5 separate regions of the Sus scrofa genome follow, and regions 1, 3, 4 and 5 are each linked to region 2. Evidence: chromatin contacts called from public Hi-C and HiChIP or PLAC-seq data. All regions are on one chromosome and are shown on one strand. The core of a region is the stretch at or near the end of the contact, and the rest is flanking DNA. Distances in the headings are between cores, read along the strand shown. Region 1 holds the start of CERS2 (ceramide synthase 2). Region 2 holds the start of GOLPH3L (Golgi phosphoprotein 3-like). Region 3 holds the start of TARS2 (threonine--tRNA ligase, mitochondrial). Region 4 holds the start of MINDY1 (ubiquitin carboxyl-terminal hydrolase MINDY-1). Region 5 holds the start of SETDB1 (histone-lysine N-methyltransferase SETDB1).

Region 1 (4,046 bases), core at 661-3,160, 220 kb after region 2:
GAGGGAGGAGGCTGCAGTCTAGTCCCATCACAAGTGCTGTCAGCTCACATTAGGCCCAGTCACCTGGACTCTGGTATGGGACACCAACCCCTCCAACACAGATTTGGAATGACTGCCTGCTGGAGGCCTTCTCTGATACAATTCTCTGGGAAAAGGAGCTCATGCCTTTCCTCAAGGATCCTCAGAACCTCCTGACTCCTGCACCTAGCAACTCAGGTGCCTGAGACCAGATTTTGCTGCTAAGAGCCCGGCTTGGGGAGAGTGAACCCCTAAATTCAGGCCAACAATTAGTACCACACACCTGCAATTAACCTACTAGCCAGTGAGCCTCCGGGCCAGTAATTAGCGAGTCGAGGCCCAGAAAACCAGTCTCTCCAGTGGCTTCCCCCTCCCCAGCCCACACGCCCCATAACGGTATAGGAGCCTTCGCCTTGGGGTGGCCGGGGCAGAAACTCAGAGCCACTCCTTCCTGTTTCACGTAAAGCACATGGACGTTCTGACCTCCCTCCCGGACTGGGCACAGTAGGCGGGTAAGAAAGAACAGCAAGACCCTCCGCCCTCCTCCCACTCTAGCCATGGGGCCGTCAGAGCCAGGCAGGGGCCACGCCGCGCGGGCCGGCTGCCAGGCAGAGGGCTCTCGCGCAAGTGATCCCCGGGCTTCTCTACTTTCCAACAAAGGGGCTCCGCCGTCCGCTAGCGGCCCCGCGGCCCCACCTCCTGTTCCATACCTGTTGCCCAGGAGGGCTCCTCCGGGCTCCGGGCGGCGCGCCCAGGCGCCCGGCCAGTCTGCCCTCGGGCGGCGCTGGGGGCCCGGCCGCTCCCGCGAGGCGCTCCGGCCCGCCCTCCCCAGGCCGGCCGCCATGAGCGCGCCGGGCAGAGGCCCCGAGCCCGCGGCGGCGCCCCGCGCCCGGCCGCCCGAGGGTGTGCCCCCGGGCCCCTCTGCCCTCCTCAGCCCGCTCCCTTCCCCACCGGGCCCAGTCCGCCGAGCCGCGTCCGCGCGGCCCCCAGTTCTCGCAACTTTTCCGGGCCTCGTCCCGCCCCACCCCTGCGCGCGGCGCCTCGGGCTCCCGGGCTGGGGTCCCGACTCACTCGGCGGCGGCGGCGGCGGCGTCGCGGAGCTGGCCCGGCCGGGAGCCGCTGCTCCGTCTCTCTTCTCGTCCGAGCTCCGGGCCCCCTCCGAACTGGCTCCGCTCGCTCCTCTCCTCCCCCTTCCGCCCGCCCGCCTGCCCGCTCGCTCCCTCCCTCCTTCCTCCTCCGCCCGCCGCCCGCCGAGCCCAGCCGAGCTGAGTGCGAGCCCAGCCAGCCAGCCCGGGAAAGAAAGGCCGCGAGCAACACAGGAGCCGGGAGACTGGGCGTGGGCCTGCGGCCCGGCGACGGAAAGGGAGAGAAGGGCGGGCGGAGGGGCCCGGGCCTCCGCGCGGGGCAGCCGCGCCCAGCCCCCGCCGCCTGCCGCCGCCCCCTTCCCGGCCCGGGGACCCGAGCCCTTGCGGCGCGGGTTCTGCAGCCGCGCCCACTGGCATCCTGGCATCGAGGGAGAAGCCCCCCGATGAGGGCAGGCAGTGTGGGTTCTCTCCCAGCCCCTTGTCTCTCCGTTAAAGGTTAGATGTAGCCCTGGGGAACCGCGGGACAGACCGGGGACCGCAGAGCGGTATTGCCCCTGCCCCACCCCACCCCGGCCACCCCCAACTGCGGTCCCCGACCTGCACCCGGCTGCAGCCCCCGGTTCCCTCTGCGCGACCGACTGCCACACTTCTCACCTCCAGCCCTACTGGGAGGCAGGAGGGGGCGCAGCCCCTGAGAGTCCTTTCCAAGTGCCGCGCGCCGAGGCCGAGCGCCTCGCCAAGGCCGACCCAGGCAGCGGGCCCTCGAGATTCCGCTGTCCTTCCAGCGCGGAGCCCGCTACCCCTAGGGCGTCCCCCGCCCCAGCCCGCCGTAAAACCCACAGCGTTTCCACCCAGTGCTGTTTAAAACCTACCCGCAGTGGTACACATACCCTCCTGTAGTAGACTCTGAAGGAGCCAACCTCCAACTTTTTAATGTAAAATGCGTTCGAGTTTGCCATCTAGACCACGTTTATCCGTATTTAAATTCATATTGTAAAATGTTTTTCCCTTAGTCTGGTAAAAGCAATGTTTCAGGAAGATGCAAAATGTTTATCCTACAAAATTGGCCTTGATTCGTACAGAGGACAGAGTGTGACCAAAATGTGTCTAAGGGTTTGTTTAGAGAGGGCCCCCTAAGTAGAGGTAATTGAATTCTTTACGGTAATGAAATGGTGCTTTTTATACTGTCACAATTAGAACCTCTGACAGTGGCTGGTTTCAAAGTTTATCTAGTCAAGTTCAGGGGCTTTGACAGTTCTGTTAAGAAAGAATGTATGACCTCACTAATCCAGTTTGAGACCCTTGCTTAAGGCTCTTTCTGGAGAAGGAGGCAGAAGCTGACCTCCAAACATTTCCTTTGCTCTTTGCGGTGAGAGGCCCCAGCCCATGCCAACCTACCACTAGGGAATTCAGACCTGTTGGTCCATTCCCTGGACTCTTCAGCCTTCTTTAGCCCGGTTTTCCAGTTCCCAACAACCACTCTAGCCCTTTATTCCTTTGCCCCAGGCTAAACTCCTTTAATAGCATATCATATTAGCATACCATATCCGGCTACCCCTTCCCTACTGTTACTGCCCCTCCCTCAATCTCCCAATTCCACGGTTCCCTCTACCTTTTCTCCCCCCTTTTTTGGCCGCCCTGTGGCATATCCAACATATCCAGAGGTCACATCCAACCTGCAGTTGTAGCTGTCACAACACTGGATCCTTAGCCCACTGTGCTTGCGTGCCAGTGCTCCCAAAATGCCACTGATCCCACTGAGCCCCAGGAGGACCTCCTCCCTCTACCTTTTTTTTTTTTTTTTTTTTTTTTTTTTTTTTGCCTTTTCTAGGGCCACTCCCATGGCATATGGAGGTTCCCAGGCTAGGGGTCTAATCGGAGCTGTAGCCACCGGCCTACACCACAGCCACACAGGATCCGAGCTGAGTCTGCAACCTACATCACAGCTCACGGCAACGCCGGATCCTTAACCCACTGAGCAAGGGCAGGGATCGAACCCGCAACCTCATGATTCCTAGTTGATTCGTTAACCACTGTGCCACAATGGAAACTCCTCTCTCTACCTTTCTTACGTGCCTTCCCCAGATTCCCTTTTCCAGCAGGGTTCCAGTGTCTCCTCTTTGGGCCCTGGCTAAACTTTGAGTAAGCTCTCTACTCCCGCCCCATGTCTGTCCTACTTGGTTCAAACCTTTTACTTTCTAAACCCTTTTTCTCAGGCAGTTTTCCTAGATGCCAGGCTTTCCCAAAGTCCCACCAGTCTTTTAAAATGATTCCTCAGAGGACTGAAGACCAGTTAACTTTCTTTTAAGATAGCAGGGGGAGCAGAAGTTTGGGGCAGAAGCTGAATAGTCATGGCCTGAAAAATAAAGATAACAGGGTGTCCCCTCCCCCAGAGACAAAGGAGGAGGCAAAACTGGGCCTCAGGCAGCAGTAGAATGATGGTACCAGTTTCCAAACACAAACACACTCACACTCACTCACACTCTTTCACTCTGCCTCACTTGCACCAGGAGATTTTGATCATTGCTCTTCTGACCCATCCTCCACCCACCGCCCTGGGGTGGCATGGCCACACCCATGCCCACAAGTGCCCTAAGCTGCCTGCCTGACTCACTTCCTCTGTAAGGGCTGCTGAGGTGTCCTGAGGCAGAGGACACCATCAGGTCTTCAGCCTGGGAATTAGGTATCTGAGCAGGCTTCTGGGACAAGCAAAGACGTGGATCCTCCATTGTGGAAAATAGGTCTTAGTCTTCCCAGGTGGGGCTGGCTTCCACAACACAGAAGCCACTTTGGGTAAAAGAGTAGAGCTTGGCTAGTACAGGAGCAGAGAGATTGAGTTACCAGGAATTCTGGGGAGAAAAAGTTTCATAACAAAAGGAAAAATAGAAGTTTCTACTCTGGCACAGTGGATTAAGAATCCGATTGCAGGAGTTCCCATTGTGG
Region 2 (4,160 bases), core at 1,336-3,835:
GAAACACAATTCTAAGGAAAATTTAGCATAATGAAACTATTTTGTCAGATTACTTCCTAAAAACATTCCAATATTTAAGTCTTTGAGATAGCCTAGCAAACCCAAGTGCATTACCTCTTTATCTTTCAGTCCCAGGAGCAATACTTCTTCCATAAGGGTGAGGCGGATATCCTTAGAGTCTCCAGAGTCCTCATTGTCTTGACTTCTGTCTTGGTTAGTGTCTTCCTCACTTTCCACCTTCTTTTCATTGTTCTTCCCTACTTCACTGCGACGGGCCCGGTGAGTTAAAGTGGTCATTCTCACCTGTTTCTGGAGGTGATGAAAATATATCTATATGTGTGCTTATGTAAATAAACATCTAAATATTCATGTGTGTATATTTAAAATGTATACAGATAATAAATATTTACAATCTTTAATGGAGAAAGAAAGCAGTAATGACCAGAAAATTAGTAACACAATATCTTTTCCAAAGTACAACAGGTTGAACTCTACAGGAGGCACTGACAAGAAATCAAATCAGTAATTTTAAAAATCAGTAGAAATGATCACCTTCTAAGCCAGCTGACTTCTTGGTATAAGCTATAAACCGGGGGAATGTCCATCATTGTGATTCCTCTTTCACATAATGGATTCTCCCCAAGTTAAATAATATGGGGCAGAAAAAATTATGGAGCATTCAGCCCCGAAGAGTATACAATAATTTCTACATATAATTTCTATATTTCTACATATAATGTACTATTCAATGGTACATTATAAAACATACACAAAAATAGTAAAAAATTTTCAGAAAAACTAAATAGAAATACACGTTCTAATATTTCCTTCCAAGACCATAACTCATTTCATGCACTCACTTTGGAAGAGTGCTAGTCTGGAGAATAACATTCAGAAGATCATGTATGGTAACTCCATATAGCTAGAAAACTTTTGTCTCTATCCCTAGGCTAGTCATCTTGTGAATACACAAACAGCTACCAACAAAAAGTACTGGCAAGAAAATGCTAAAAGATTAGTATATTCTGGAGTTCCCGTCATGGCGCACTGGTTAACGAATCCGACTAGGAACCATGAGGTTGCGGGTTCGGTCCCTGCCCTTGCTCAGTGGGTTAACGATCCGGCGTTGCCATGAGCTGTGGTGTAGGTTGCAGACGTGGCTCGGATCCAGCGTTGCTGTGGCTCTGGCGTAGGCCGGCAGCTATAGCTCCAATTCAACCCCTAGCCTGGGAACCTCCATATGCCGCGGGAGCGGCCCAAGAAATAGCAAAAAAAAAAAAAAAAAAAAAAAAAAAAAAAAGATTAGTATATTCTTTCTCAATTACCAAAACTATGAAAGTACAAGCCTTTTTATACCATGCACTACAGTTGTAAAAATCTAGTCAAGAGTAACTGCATTATCAGCTGTGATAAAGTTAGTATACTTCACATAAATCTAAATGCCAATTTTTAAGATGAAATATAATATTTTAAACTAGCAATTATTGAAAAGAATAGCTTTTTCAAGATCAAAAGAATGCATTCAAAAGCCTCTCTGACTGGATCCCATTCTACCTTCTAGCAATCTTCCCATTATTCCCAATTATGTACTGTTAAACCATTTTTCAAACATGTCCCTTAAATTCCACCTCCGCTCATTCTTACAAGCTAAAGTTCTTTCCCTTTTCCCTTCCTCTCTAAATTCTACCCATTCTTCAAAGGCCTATTCTTAAGTGAATCTGCTTCTTCATTACCCATATGTCCCATCGCCAGGACAGGTCTCTCCCTCAGCTGTACTTTCATACAATTTTATTTATACTTACTTCCTTTAAAGTATTTATTATAGTCTTTCATTTGGTATGGCTGTCTCTCAAATGTAAACTTCTTGAGGGCAGGGACATTGTCTTCTTGGGTTTTTATATTCTCCATAGCAACTAGCACAATGTCTTTAACGTTGTAACTGCTCGATAAATATATACTGATTAAAATGAATACTCAGAAAAGCATTTGAACATTTAAAAAGAAATACAAATGAAGTGACTTACAAGAGATTCTCTGTACAAGGCTATATTTCAAATAACTCTTGGTGGGAGGCGGGAAGAGTGAAAGAGGAAGAGAACCAAGAAACAATTGCTTAAGAGCACTAAGCCTATCTGGCATAAGGAACAGGTTTATTTCCTAATCCAATCCAAAAAATTTTAAATCTTTGGGGGAAAAAAATAAAAAATTTTCTTTGAGGAGTTAATCGCCCCTGGGCATTTACTAATTAAAAATACTATTTGGAAAAAGCCAAAAAAAATCAAAAAACCAATAGCTCCAAAATTAAATAAAAACCTCCCTCACCCCATAAAATAAAAAACTTGGAGGTTTTTTTGGATGTTAGGAAATGTATTCACCCCGTTGCTTACCTGACGTTACTCCTGGGTTACCGCCAAAGGCAGGCTGCAGCTTGAGCTCAATTTTAGGACACGTGTCCCCACCCCCACCCCCCACCCCCGTCCTAGTAGGTGAAAAACTTCTCAGCCACGCAAAGGGAACAAACTTCCTGATCCTTCGATGCAAAGAAGGAATAACACATCAGCTTCCTCAGGATCACTAGGCAACCTACCTTGGTGTTTCTTCATTAGACCAATCAGAAAGCTCCAAAGCTGAGTTCAGCCAATCAGAGCTTACAAGAGGAGGCTCTCCCCCCCGGCTATTGTGTTGCGATCCAGACAAACACCACCGAAAGGAGGCAGGTTTGGGTTTAACCTGACAGCTGGTCAATCCAATGAAGGAACCTTGGTAGAGAGAGGAAAGAGGGCTGCACTCCCCACCCCCACTAATCCGGCCAATCAAAGCCTTCCGTGAGCTATCACCAGCTGCCCATCTACAAAGGTTTCTGTTGGTCAACTGACTTCAGTGTAGCAGGTGTGTTACTGTAGCAGTGTATAGTGGGACAATTAGGTGTGATAGTTGGGGATCCAATAAAGCTAAGAACACATTTAAAAAATTGGCTGTTTTCGACAATTAGCTTAACCCTAACTTTCCTGCTCCAGAAAAACCTGATCTGGGTTAGTTTGTGGACGTTTATTTGGTTTATATTAAACAGGGTAGGCACATTTCTACCATAGCATTCATACTTTCTCTATTAGTGCTTGCTACTGGCGAGCTCATGGATAATGTATGTTTTTAGAATATGGCTGCTGAAACTGCAAGAGGCAAACAGACAAGTTTTAAGTCTTCCTTTTGTAGAGCACAGGAAACAGTCAAGTCTGAAATCAGATCCCAGATTTCTCACTAAAAACACAGTTTCTTTCACACTACCAAAAGTTCTAGGAAGTGTGCTCAACTCTTAAGTAACATCTACTGAAATGATGTCAAAATTAGTGCCTAAACATTTTCTGCTATTTAAATAAAAATTAGAAGCCATGAACGAGTCTAGATGCTGAACAATGTTTTATTTATGCTACCCAAAATGTCAGACTTTTAGTCTTTTTTGTCTTGTAAAAAATGCTAAAAAAGTAAGCACCAATTTTTAATTGCACATTATATATTATTATGTTAATACACTATATCAAAGTACTGAATAACATTGTTTTAACAACATAATGACAAACACAGGCAGTTAAATTATATGGTTTTAACATAGGTAAAAAATGAATTCCTATCAAAATTTAATACCAAAATAAACATTATTTACTTCAAAAAATGGCTTAAGAGGGCCTTAAAAGTTAATATAAGTTTAAAGGAAATGTCCACCAAATGGAATATAGATCAAATTGAGTAGATAATTAACAGAATAAATTACAACACTGGTTATTTTTGTTCTTACTCAAAAGTTCTCTTGAATTTGTCTCAGATAAGATTAAAGATCATCATATGATAGCTAAGAATTCATTTCAGTGTACTAACTGCTTAAGACTACCTATAAGTTTTCAGTGGTAGGGCAAACACACCTTAAAATAGTAATATAGTGTCCTTTCATTTAAATGTTGTGAAGAACTTTGCAAACATGAAGAAAATCATTTTTTTATATATGTTCCTTTGGTTCACTAAACTTTCTTCTTTTTGGCACTGAATCTTGACTAGACGAATCAAAGTGATGAAGAACCTATTAAAAGAAAACAACTACTCAGAATAGATACTTTCCAGTTTAAATGTTTTTAATTTTAGAGCTTTTTTACATCTGATGTTCCTTC
Region 3 (3,832 bases), core at 52-2,551, 160 kb before region 2:
TTGAATCCCAGCCACAGCTGTGACTTATGCCACGTCAGTGGCAATGGCGGATCCTTAATCCACTGCTCTGGCAGGGGATGGAACCCGAGTCTTTGCAGCCACCTGAGGTGGCTACAGTTGGATTCCTACCTCGCTGTGCCACAGCAGGAACTCCTGTGTTTCATTTTTCACTGTGTAAAACAAATCAAATATATCTAGTCTTATGTTCTAGATATAGGGAGAGGGGAGAGAAGGGATAAAGGAAGTTGAGAGCTTGGATGGGAATGAGAGGCAAAGGTCCTGTGTAGAAAGCAGAGAGCTAAGATTCTAGGGTCAGGAACTTTTTTTCTTAAGTGGTGGGGGAATTATATTGGGGATAAAATTCTTACTAGAGAGAGTCTGGTGTGGTAGAAGAATAGAAGACTTGGATTGAGAATCCAGCGTCAGTGCTTACTGTTTGATCTTAAATCACTTACCTTCTCTGATCTTAAATTCCTCATGTGTACGGTCTAAGAGGTCTCAGAGGTCCTTCTTTAAGCACCGAGTATGAAGGGACTCCAAGGAGTGCCCTCTGCTTTTGTTTTGCTCCAGCCTTAAAGTCTTTGTTTTGCTCCAGCCTCAAAGCTGTTATATGTTGTATTCATTTTTTCTCATGGATTGTTGCTATTGTTGCCGATTACTGTGGACCATGCAGTATATTAGACGATTTACATAAAATTAACCTCAACAGTTAAGGGTTTTTTGTTTGTTTGTTTTGTTTGTTTTGGCTGCACACGGAGGCATGTGGAAGTTACCAGACCAGGGATCCAACCCGGGCCACTGCCGGATCCTTAACTCGTTAAGCCACATGAGAACTACCAGAATGATATTATTATTCTCATTTTACAGATGAGAAAATTGAAGTTTAAAAGGAATTAATTTACCCCAAATTACGCAGTGATCCAGGATTTATACCAGGTCTGTCTCATTCCAGATTTATGCTCTTACCTGTTTCCTTCACTTCACATCCCGGTGAAGCCTGTGTAAAAGAAAACTTAGAGTTAAAAGGAAATAACAACCCCTTCTGGTCCGTTTTTCTCCCACTCTCTAAGTTTCCCTGCTTCTGTCCTTAAAGCCGCAGCATATCTTACTGCTACTTTGGTCTGAAACTCTGCAGGTACTGGAATTCCCTGTGTGCATCAGCTTAGGTCTTCCGGTCACCCGGAACCACCCACACCGCTGCTTGTGCTGTGTGGGGTATACCGCTTCGGAGTTCCTGGAGGTGGGGCCAGACTGGAGTGACAGCTATAACAACCAATAGGCATGGGTATTGTTGGGCCAGCAGCCAATGAAGAATCCGACAAAAGAGAAGGAGCGATCATTTATTTGAGGCTGTGTGACGGGTCTGAAGGAACATGGGGCTGTATCGGAGGTGGCGGCGACTTCGGCTCCCAGGGTTACAAGCCTGCGGGCTGCACACGGTGCGTGAGGTACCCAAAAGTTCCGAAACACATCGGACCTAGCGCAGCTGAAGCCCAAAGTATAGGCTCTCAACCCCATCTGACACCCCCTACTCCCGCCCTACGTTCGGGACCCGGCTACCGTAGCCCTTAGGTACGCCATCTTTTTCCTAGGGTAGCCGTCTGGGGAATGTAGCACTCCCAGCCTAGGGCCTTATACCTCCCATTCTTTTTTTAAAGACTGGGATTTAAGATCATGGCCACTTAAATGTTCTCACTTCCCACTACCCCCAAGCTCAATAAGGAATTTTGGGACCTGTGTTACCTCCTAACATCTTTTCCTCCAGGCAGCTGTGCCCACTCCTCCACACTGGTTGGTAGAGCGGCTTGGCTTTTTTGAGGAGCTATGGACCGCCCAGGTAAAGAAGTTAGCAAGCATGGCGCAGAAGGAACACCGGGCTATTAAGGTATCGCTTCCTGGAGGCAGGAAAGTGGATGCTGTGGCATGGAACACAACCCCTTACCAACTAGCTCAGCAGATCAGGTACCAGGCCTTCTATACCTACCGGGTAAACCTACCTCTGTACTTTGTTTACTTGAGCAGGGAAAGAACTCTGCATGTTTATTCCATCCCCATCAAGATAGCCTTTCCTGCATATTCCTTTTTATCTGCATTAGTTTTATGGTCTCTGACCTTTCTCTATTATGCATTGAGGGGAAAAAAAAAGAAAAGATTCCAGTGTTCTGGTAATACATTTCCCCTTCGCAAGTTTAGAGTTGCTAAGGATTAGTTCCTGTCTTCCTCTGTAGCTTGTAACCTTGTCTTTTTTTATCCTCACCCCCACTGTTGAAGTTCAAAACTGGCAGATACTGCAGTAGCTGCTGTAGTGAATGGAGAACCTTATGATCTGGAACGGCCCTTGGAAAAAGATTCTGACCTCAGATTTCTGACATTCGATTCTGCAGAGGGGAAAGCAGTACGTTTCTTCCTTATTGGGATATAGGGGCTGCTAAGAGATGTTTAAGTGGGAATTTCTAGCATTTTTTTTTTTTTGCCTCAGTTTCTCCATTTTCAGTTGAGAGGGAGGCCTACCATGGACTGCTTATCTTTTTTGATTTTTTTTTTTTTTTTTTTTTTTTGTCTTTTTAGGGCTGCGCTGGAGGCATATGGTGGTTCCCAGGCTAGGGGTCAAATCGGAGCTGTAGCAGCCAGCCTACGCCACAGCCACAGCAACACTGGATCTGAGCTGCACCTGCGACCTACATCACAGCTCATGGCAAACCAGATCCTTAACCCGCTGAGCAAGGCCAAGGATTGAACCCGTGTCCTCATGGATACTAGTTGGGTTTGTTAACCACTGAGCCATGACGGGAACTCCATATTGCTTGTCTTGACTCCTGGCTAAGCTGGAAACCTAGGATGAAAGTTTTTAGTTAGCCTGGGTCTGTTAAGCAGTGATTATTTGTGTTAGTGAAAGGGAGAGGTGTTATGTTGAATACAGAATGATAATATGCCAATTTAGCCCAACTCTTGAGACAAGCATTGTAAGTTGTCATCTTGTAGCATATATTGAGTTCTTTTTTAAATTTTTGTTTTATACTGGAGCAGGGTTGATTTAAAGTGTTGTGTTTCAGGTATACAGTAGAGTGATTCAGTTATGCATGTACAAATATCAATTCTTTTTCAGATTCTTTTCCCATATAGGTTATTACAGAATATTGAGTTCCCTGTGCTATACAGTAGGTCCTTGTTATGCATATATTTAGTTTTAATGTGGCTTCCACAAATGAGCACACTACCTGGCCTCCTTTCCTTGTTCATGTCAGCTTGGAGGGCATGAAGACTGACACTAGCCTCCCACTATGCTCTGGAACCAGGAAGCACCGAGGAGTGGGGCTTACTCTCTTCTGTGCACTGCTTCTTCTGGCTGCCTTCTTTTCTGGTCAGGTTGTTTGTTGTTTACTTTTTATATTTACTGGTTACCCTCAAGGTCACGTTCCCCATATTGTGGTAGTTATTCATGCTGGTTTCACACCAGCTTCTCTGAGGAGAGGATCAGAGAGCTAGGGGCTAAAGGAGAAGGTTATGAAATTATGAACTTCTTACTTGTGAACCCAGGTATTCTGGCACTCCAGCACCCATGTCCTGGGGGCAGCAGCTGAACAATTCCTAGGTGCTGTCCTCTGCCAAGGTCCAAGTACGGAATGTGGCTTCTACCATGATTTCTTCCTGGGCAAGGAACGGTGAGTAGTGCAAGGAAGGAGAATGATTTCTTTTTTAGAGATTTCACCATATTTTATTTTCTGGGTTTTTTTTTTTTTTTTGAGATATAATTGACAAAATTATATATTTAAAGTGTTCACTGTAAACTAGCTATAATGAAAAGAATAAAAATCATTATATAAAAAGTTAA
Region 4 (4,027 bases), core at 125-2,624, 250 kb after region 2:
GAATAGAGGCAGGAAGCGTGATGGAGAATTTCTCCTCTTCAAGGTACCTGCCTGGTGCTCCTTCAGAGCAGGAGAGAATGAGGGAGCACAGGTACTCAAACAAATCAGGATTTCTCTTTCTTTTTCCTCTTAAATCCAACACATTTTCTCCAGCTGGAATTATCCTCTGGTGGTGAGTGAGAGGTAAAGCAGCCCAGACCCACCCCTAGCCAGCGGCAGTAAGTAGCCAAAAGTTGGAAGAAGCATATACAACTGGTACCCAGCTTCCACAAGACGCCCCCCACCCGCACTCCCTAGGAACTTTACTCTCCCCTCAAGTGCTTTACTGTCCCCCTCTAATCTCTTTCTCGCTCTGATGCAAATCGTCACAGAACTAATGGTTTAGAAGTTCTCCTCAGAGTTAAGTCAACGACGGTGCCTTGTCTACGTGCTAGCAAGGGAGAGGGGGAAGGTGTCATTAAAAGGAAGAAATACAGGGACCCAAGCAGCGTCTTTTACATATTCCTTCTGCCTGAACGCCTCTCAAAATCTAAACGTGTAGAGACCCAACGTGGAAGAACAGTCAGTGTCACCTCCCCAGGGCTAAAGAGGAAACAGAGGACTGGGGATTAGGAGAAGAGGTGAAGGAAATGGTTCAAAGTTTTTACCTTAAAGAAGTGGGTGCTGTTCCAGGACACAGAAGGAGGGTGCAGCTCTGGCAATACGATGGGGCAGGTGGGTGCAGTGAGGGGCGCCACCACACTCCCAGCTGCCTTCCAGCTGTCAAAGCCAGAGCTCGCACAGGTTTACACGGGTTTGTGCGCAGCAGTCTTGGCCGGATGGTGGCCACTTCCGGACTCACGCCCACGGCCGGCCGGGGGCACTGGAAGAGGGTGGAGACCGGCAGGAGTGCAGCCCAGGTACTCCCAGGTCGCTCAGAGCGTCTCCAGGATTTCTGAGTCGCCGAGTCTAGGGCGTGCGCTCCAGGCCCAGTCTAGCGAGCTGGTTTTCAAAGGAAGTTTGTGGGTTTTCTTTTTTCTTCTTTCTCTCTCTCTCTCTCTCTCTTTCCCGTCGGGACAAAGAAAAATCAGTCAAGGACAAGCTTCTGGGAGGAGGAGGAGCCAGGCCAGCACTGGAGGATTTCCATTAGGGCTTTCTGACCTGGTCAGCAGCTTGGTGATCAGCAGTGAGAGAGAGAGAAACAGGAGAGAAAAACAACAGACCCTTTCTCCTCCCTCCGCCTGCCGCTGGAAGGGACGGAGCGCTTGTGCCTCTCTGGTGAGAAGAGGGAAAAGCAAGGGCCCTTGCTGAGTGGGGAGGAGGAGCAGGGCCGGACAGCAGCAGCTTGTTGGATCTGGGCTTTCTCTCTAGGTACAAAAGTCCTTTGCTCTGGATCCACAGAGGCAGGCCAGACAGCGTGATATTAGCATAATTACTCATTTAAAGTGAAAAATCCTTATCCTTTCAAAATCCTTACTATATCTCTTTTTTGTTTGTTTTTTGTTTTTTAGGGCCGCACCTGCGGCACATGGAAGTTCCCAGGCTGGGATCTAATCAGATCAGCAACAAAGGATCTGAGCTGCATCTGCCACCTACACCACAGCCTACGGCAATGCCAGGATCCTTAACCCACGGAGCAAGGCCAGGGATCGAACCCGCAACCTCATGGTCCCTAGTCGGATTCGTTTCCGCCGCACCGCAACAGAAACTCCCTCACTTTTTTTTTTTATAGTTAATAATGATTTTTATTTTTTCCATTATAGCTGATTTACAGTGTTCTGTCAATTTTCTGCTGCACAGCAAGGTGACCCAGTAACACATACACGTATTTGCTCACTTTTTTAGTCTAGAAACCAGTTGGGCTATGCCCCTGGTAGTGCAGAGAGGGTGTGTAAGAAGCCCCAGGCTCTGGGAAGAGTGAAGCAGGGAGAAAACTAGCTGAGCAAGCAGGAGCTTCAATATCCCTCTGCTCCGGTCCTTGTTCCCACCACAGGCCTCAGCTTCTCATCTATCACCTCCTCTCAATTCCGAGCTTGGGGAGCAGGAAAAACTGGTGTGAGGTTGGTGGTAGGAAACAAAGGGATTCATTAATAAATGAGGGAACATTTGATGAAAAGAGTACATTTATCACGGAGTTCCCATTGTGGCACAGTGGTTAACGAATCCGACTAGGAATCATGAGGTTGCGGGTTCGATCCCTGGCCTTGATCAGTGGGTTAAGCTGTGGTGTAGGTCACAGACAAGGCTCAGATCCCATGTTGCTGTGGCTCTGGCGTAGGCCGGCGACTACAGCTCCGATTAGACCCCTAGCCTGGGAACTTCCATATGCCACAGGAAGCGGCCCTAGAAAAGGCAAAAAGACAAAAAAAAAAAAAAAAAAGCACATTTTCTGCAGTATTCTGCACTACCCTGGGGCTGGAAGGTGGTAGTTAAATGTGGTTGGAACCCAACTCTACATTCTGAAAGGTTCCCCCAAGCTCTACTTACATGGCTGCTCCAGGATGAAACTTCAAACAACTCTGAAGGCTGCAGGGGCATTTGGAACAATTAGGGAGGCAGGTGAGCAGAAACCCAAGTTACAACAGTCCGGAAAAAGAAAGAGAATTTGCTGACGCTATAGAAAAAAAGAGGCTATAGAGTTGTAATGGCAGCAACTGGAGTTGGCAAGAGGCTGTAGGAATTAAGAAGAGAGGCCAAAGATTATTACGATGTTTTCATATTCCAATATTTTTATAACATGGATAATCACAAAATTGTGATTGCAATGGGACCGTTTGTTAAAGTAGAGAATTCGAGAAAGTTGAAAAGCCGTTTTTGCCCAGTGTGATTTAAAATGTCAACCAGATGGTCAGTGTAATATATAGATAGAAAGATGCTATACTTAATCTGACTCAAGAGGGAAAATTCAGATGCCACAAAGTTTATGTGACGCATTTACACTTGTGTGTCAAATAAGCGATCTCAGAAAATTCTCCTTCCCTCAATTCTTAGGGCCGTTTTGGAGTTTTGGGACTACATTTCCCAGGACGCCTTGCACCACCACCACCCGCTTCGCGCTTCCCGTGAGTCTCTGGGCGCAGAACTCGGCTTCTGTCTCTGGGGGCGGGGCGACGTCGGATTCCGTGGGCGCCCGCTTACGCACTTCCTCCTGGGGTCCCGGCCGAATGGCTTTATGGCGGGTTCGAGTCCCGCCTCCTGACTCTCGCCTCAAGCCCCTGAGTCCGGGGCGGGGCGCATTTACTGGTTAACCTCTCCGCGGAGAGGGGCGGCGGCACACCTTGGGCTTCACCATGGAAGACTACCTGCAGGGTTGTCGAGCCGCTCTGCAGGTAACGGACCCCTGTCTGTGATCGTAGGGAATGGAGCCTGGGGTCCAGGAAGGACGAAGATGTGGGATCTGGGAAGTCCCGAGGGTCTGTGTGGAGGGAACGCGGAATCGTGTGGTGGGAGCTTGGGATCTGATCAGGCTTGGGCCCTTTGGAGTGAGGGACAAGAACCTACCGCTTGAGAGTGGGAATGCTGCTTGGTCACCTCCTTTTGGGGCTCCTGCCTTTGGGGTCTACCGGAGAGTGGGGAGGAGGAAGCGTGGGTCTGGGTCCTGCCGCTGAGCCGCTGCTCAGTGTCGCTGGATCAGGTCCGGCAAAAGGACCAGGGCTGCGCCCGCCGCGAAATGTATTATTTGTTCCTTTCACCTCGCCCCTCTTTCAGTTTTCCGCTTAGGAAGCCTCCTTGGCCCACTGGCCTCCAGGTAACCCTCCCGCGGGGGGTACGAGGGAACCTGTGACCACGGCTTAGTCGTCTCTAAACGGCGGTTTTTGTCTGGTGGGCCTAAGTCATTCTAAATTAAAGATGGTCATGGTGTTTTACTTTAAATCTGTTTTTAAGATAAACACACACAATACATCAGGTATGTCTGTTGACTCACAACCTGCATTCCTTAGCCTCCGGTTTTCATCCTTAGCTGGGATGGGATAAGCACAAAGTGTGTTTGGAATCAAAACTATAAACATGACTCCTGAATGCTTTGTGGCTTATTTTTGGTGCTCTC
Region 5 (4,172 bases), core at 442-2,941, 180 kb after region 2:
GATTGCTTCAGCTTTTCAGAGCAATGAAGAAATCAGGCTGGAATAAGATGCTCCAAAACCTCCTGCTTCTCTTCAACACCCCCCATTCCTCATTTCCACCCCCAGCCCACCCACACACACATCAGAAAACTAAGAGAATTTAACTAACAGAAAAATAATCAGGGCAGAGCAAAGATTTCCTTCAATCATTAGATATAACGGGGCACCATATGTCAGATGCTAGGGGAAACAAAGATGATTAAGACAGGACCTTAGCCTTGAGTTGATCACAAACCAGCAGAGAAAACACACATAGATAACTCACAAGTGGAAAGGAACTAAGATAAAAGAACCACAGAGGGAGGAGTTAACTCTGTAGGGAAAGAGTGATGGTCTAGAAAAGTGATTCTTTTGGGGTTTTTTTAGGGCTGCACCCATGGCATAGAGAAGTTCCCCGGCTAGGGGTTCAACTGGAGCTACAGCTGCCAGCTTCCACCACAGCCACAGCAGCGCCAGATCTGAGCCACATTTGTGACCTGCACCACAACTCACAAAGCCAGATACCTAACCCACTGAGCGAGGCCAGGGATCAAACCCACTTCCTCATGGATACTAGTCGGGTTCATTACTGCTGAGCCATGTCGGGAACTCCAACACTGATTTTTTTATTTTATTTTATTTTATTTGTCTTTTTGTCTTTTCCAGGGCCACACCGGCAACATATGGATGTCCCCAGGCTAGGGGTCTAATCAGGGCTGTAGCTGCTGTCCTACACCAGAGCCACAGCAATGCTAGATCCAAGCTGCGTCTGAGACCTACACCACAGCTCACCACAATGTGGGATCCTTAACCCACTGAGTGGGGCCAGGGATCAAACCCGAAGTTTCATGGTTCTTAGTTGGATTCGTTAACCACTGAGCCACTACGGGAACTCCCCAGGTTTATATATTTTTTTAATGAAGTTAGGTGCAGTTAGTGTAAAGATAGCTGGGCAGATTAAAGCAATGACGAGATTCCGTGGTAGTCAACAGTGCTGATTCATCAAATACATCTGGTTCTCCCTCCCTGGAGTGAATGTTCTTCCTGGCCCCTCTGTGTTTGGGTAGGGCCTTATGACTCATTTCCAACCAATGAGTTGTAAATTAAAGTGCCCAGAGTCACTTTAATTGCCAGCGCGAGACCCTCTAGCGTTCTCTCATTATGGCAGGGCAACTCATCCGCCTGGGTTTCTAAGTAGCTCCACAGCGACCCCAGCTGCCCCAGCTGGATTCCTAACCCAGGATTCTTAACACATTGAGCCTCAGGGGGAACTCCATTTTAATGTTTATTGCTGAGTGATTTGTAGTGGCTAAAAACTGAAAACTAGATTTCAAAATATGGGTTATTATGTCATATTATGAAATATTGTGCAACTGCCAAAAAGACAACTTTTCATCCTTTTTGGCTCTTGGCAATACTGCCACCACTTGGAGTGGTGGAAGAGGCGGAGCTTCTGCAATGCACCCCAGGCCACGCCTACTTTAGCCAGACTCTTCTCACGTGTGCTCCGGGAGGCTCCGCTTTGACGCATGCGTATTAGGCGGCGTTTCTCACCCTTTTAGGGGCGCCCTGCCTCTTTGAATTTGACCCCGTCAGGCTACCGTCGTGGCGACCGGAACAGCGCCTCAGGTTTGCTTCCGGCGTCTTTTTTTTTTTTTTTTTTTTTTTCTTCCCCTTCCCTCCCTCACGCTTCTTCCCCTCCCCCTGCTCCCTTTTCCCTTCGGTTTCGTTCTTTCCTACCGAGGCCGACCCCTGAATCGTGGGGTCTGGTCGGTGAGAAAGAGCCATCGTAGCTGGAAGCAGGGAGGTGTGGGAAACACTGTTAATTGAGGTATTTGGAGACCAAGGGCTTATCTCGAATGGTTTGTTTGTGGTGGGAGGTCGGGTGAGGATGGGTAGGAAGTCTTCCCTGAGAGACTATCGGGGGCGGGGTTGAGCTGGGTTCGCGGGTGGGTGGGACGCACCCCTAAAATGAGTAACACGGGGGTGGGGCGGCGTGTGGGCAAAAGAAAAATGGAGACGGTGAAAATTGGCACTGGGGTCGCGCGGCATTCTGGCGTCAGTTTTGTTTGAACCGTTTGATCAGGAAAGCAGTTAACACCAAAGTGTGGGGGCGTTTGAATTGACGATTTGAGGCAGCCACATTTTTTATTCCCAAATTGTTTTATTTCTTTTCACTTTGGGGAAACCTCTTTGCTGCAAGCTTTTGTCTGCTTAAGTATTACAGACTTTTTAAAAATGTAAATTGCCATGTGAAAGCAAAGTAATGTAGGGGGAAAAGTAATTAAAAAGAAATTATTGAGTTACAGACCAAATCCTCTGCTCCAGGTGGGGATATTTACTCAGGTTAGTCATGGTGTGCAAACAGGGATATATCAAATTAGTTAATTAAAGAACACAGGTCACAGAAATCTCTTCGATATGTTGATTCTCTTCAGTTTCCTAAAACATTTTAGATAGCTCCCTGTTGCGTAATATGTGTTCTCCACGCCCTCTCAAACTTTTTCGTTTTATTCAGGTCTGTAGTCTAGCCTGCAAGAGGTGAGAACTGCAAAATCTCAGCTTCAGACACTGGAGAATGGGGAGAAAGAACATGGAATCAAACCTACCTATATATATTTGAGTAACAAATAGCAGAGTAGAAATGAGTTTTGTTAGGTCACTGAAATTCTGTATTGTCGTTATAGTAATTTTAGTTTCCTGCTCTCTATATAGAGGACAACAGTATGTCCTCCCTCCCTGGGTGCATTGGTTTGGATGCAGCAGCAGCTGCAATGGAGTCTGAAGAAATTGCAGAGCTGCAACAGGCAGTCGTTGAGGAACTGGGTATCTCTATGGAAGAACTTCGACAGTTCATTGATGAAGAATTGGAAAAGATGGACTGTGTACAGCAGCGCAAGAAGCAACTAGCAGAGTTGGAGACTTGGGTAATACAGAAGGAATCCGAGGTGGCCCATGTTGACCAGCTCTTTGATGATGCATCCAAGTAAGGACCTTTTGAGAAATAGAAGGAAATCTGTCCATAATTATTGATGACATTGTGCACTTTATACTTCAGAAGGTACAGATGTGTAAAACCTTACCCTTCCCCAAAGGTTAGGGGCCAAAATCTGACCTCATACCACCCATATAATGTTTATCTATCAGAGGCTAATATATGATTAGCAATAGAGGAGTCCAAGTCTTTTTTTTTTTTTTTTTAGAAGTCCAAGTCTTAAGTCCATTTCCCTTCTTTATCCTTCACTCTACATCAGAACAATTAATTGTTTTGATTTTGTAGTAGGATCATCTAGGAGTGCACTTGGTAAAGACCTGCTGTTTCATGTAACTGTGAAGTATTAATAAGTTCCTAGAGCCCTGTTTCTACTCCTAAATCCCCAGAAAATTTTATTTCTGGTGCTCTAATTGTCACTTAAAACACATATTTAAACAACAAGAAGGTAAATGATGAAGTAAGGTTGAAAGGACCATGCTTTGGGCGTATTTTGGATTTTTGAAAAACTTCCCTGAAAACCACTATTTAAACATTTTTCTGTGGGGAAAGCATTTTATGTTCAGAAATGAGACATGGAGTTCCTGTTGTGGCTCAGCTATCTGACTAGTATCCATGAGGATGTGGGTTCAATCCCTGGCCCAGCTCAGTGGGTTAAGGATCTGGCATTGCCGTGAGCTGTTGTGTAGGTCACAGACACAGCTCAGATCCGGCATTGCTTTGGCTGTGATGTAGGCCAGCAGCTGCAGCTCCAATTAGACCCCTAGCCTAGGAATTTCAGTATGCCTCGGGTGCGGCCCTAAAATAAAAAATAAAAAAAAGAGGAGTTCCTGTCGTGGCGCAGCAGAAATGTATCCATCTAGGAACCATGAGGTTGCGAGTTTGATCCTTGGCTTTGCTCAGTGGGTTAAAGATCCGGCGCTGCCGTGAGCTGTGGTGTAGGTTGCAAATGCAGCTCAGATCTGGTGTTGCTGTGTCTGTGGTGTAGGCTGGCAGCTGTAGCTCAAATTAGACCCCAGCCTGGGAACCTCCATGTGCCGCAGGTGCGGCCCTAAAAAGACAAAAGACAAAAAAGAAAGAAAAGAAACTGAGACTCTTTGGAATATGGCCAGTTTAAATTGAGGTCAGTATATAGTTAAATATATTTAGCCGTTCCCTTGTG

The links. A called contact is a pair of places that touch in the nucleus more often than the background predicts. HiChIP or PLAC-seq counts read pairs in DNA pulled down with a chosen protein or histone mark.
Region 1: a contact with region 2 is called in an H3K27ac HiChIP or PLAC-seq map of alveolar macrophages. The contact joins the promoter of CERS2 here to the promoter of GOLPH3L in region 2. A contact is called at or near these places in 2 of 5 promoter capture datasets (fetal liver and fetal skeletal muscle), 1 of 47 Hi-C or Micro-C datasets (liver) and 1 of 2 datasets of contacts at active chromatin or transcription factors (alveolar macrophages).
Region 3: a contact with region 2 is called in an H3K27ac HiChIP or PLAC-seq map of alveolar macrophages. The contact joins the promoter of TARS2 here to the promoter of GOLPH3L in region 2. A contact is called at or near these places in 2 of 47 Hi-C or Micro-C datasets (liver and skeletal muscle) and 1 of 2 datasets of contacts at active chromatin or transcription factors (alveolar macrophages).
Region 4: an H3K27ac HiChIP or PLAC-seq map of alveolar macrophages shows a contact between it and region 2. The contact joins the promoter of MINDY1 here to the promoter of GOLPH3L in region 2. A contact is called at or near these places in 2 of 5 promoter capture datasets (fetal liver and liver), 1 of 47 Hi-C or Micro-C datasets (liver) and 1 of 2 datasets of contacts at active chromatin or transcription factors (alveolar macrophages).
Region 5: a contact with region 2 is called in a Hi-C map of liver, with 4 times the contacts expected there. The contact joins the promoter of SETDB1 here to the promoter of GOLPH3L in region 2. A contact is called at or near these places in 1 of 5 promoter capture datasets (liver), 3 of 47 Hi-C or Micro-C datasets (embryonic fibroblasts, heart right ventricle and liver) and 2 of 2 datasets of contacts at active chromatin or transcription factors (alveolar macrophages and skeletal muscle).

The regions. Positions count from the first base shown.
Region 1 is chr4:98,248,637-98,252,682 of Sscrofa11.1, reverse strand. CERS2 (ceramide synthase 2) reads right to left here and starts at 1,910. Exons shown (of 11, transcript XM_005663490.3): 1 at 1,758-1,910.
Region 2 is chr4:98,468,892-98,473,051 of Sscrofa11.1, reverse strand. GOLPH3L (Golgi phosphoprotein 3-like) reads right to left here and starts at 2,585. Exons shown (of 5, transcript XM_013997188.2): 1 at 2,388-2,585; 2 at 115-309. The coding sequence starts at 297. HORMAD1 (HORMA domain containing 1) reads right to left here. Exons shown (of 15, transcript NM_001194981.1): 15 at 3,402-4,072. The coding sequence ends at 3,992.
Region 3 is chr4:98,632,787-98,636,618 of Sscrofa11.1, reverse strand. It overlaps TARS2 (threonine--tRNA ligase, mitochondrial), which reads left to right and starts at 1,301. Exons shown (of 18, transcript XM_003355197.4): 1 at 1,301-1,439; 2 at 1,766-1,962; 3 at 2,272-2,395; 4 at 3,538-3,662. The coding sequence starts at 1,374. It overlaps ECM1 (extracellular matrix protein 1), which reads left to right and starts at 3,538. Exons shown (of 23, transcript XM_021089909.1): 1 at 3,538-3,662.
Region 4 is chr4:98,215,963-98,219,989 of Sscrofa11.1, reverse strand. It overlaps MINDY1 (ubiquitin carboxyl-terminal hydrolase MINDY-1), which reads right to left and starts at 1,374. Exons shown (of 10, transcript XM_001929665.7): 1 at 648-1,374. PRUNE1 (protein prune homolog) reads left to right here and starts at 1,128. Exons shown (of 9, transcript XM_013997183.2): 1 at 1,128-1,257; 2 at 2,971-3,041.
Region 5 is chr4:98,290,589-98,294,760 of Sscrofa11.1, reverse strand. SETDB1 (histone-lysine N-methyltransferase SETDB1) reads left to right here and starts at 1,691. Exons shown (of 22, transcript XM_005663488.3): 1 at 1,691-1,849; 2 at 2,734-3,004. The coding sequence starts at 2,745.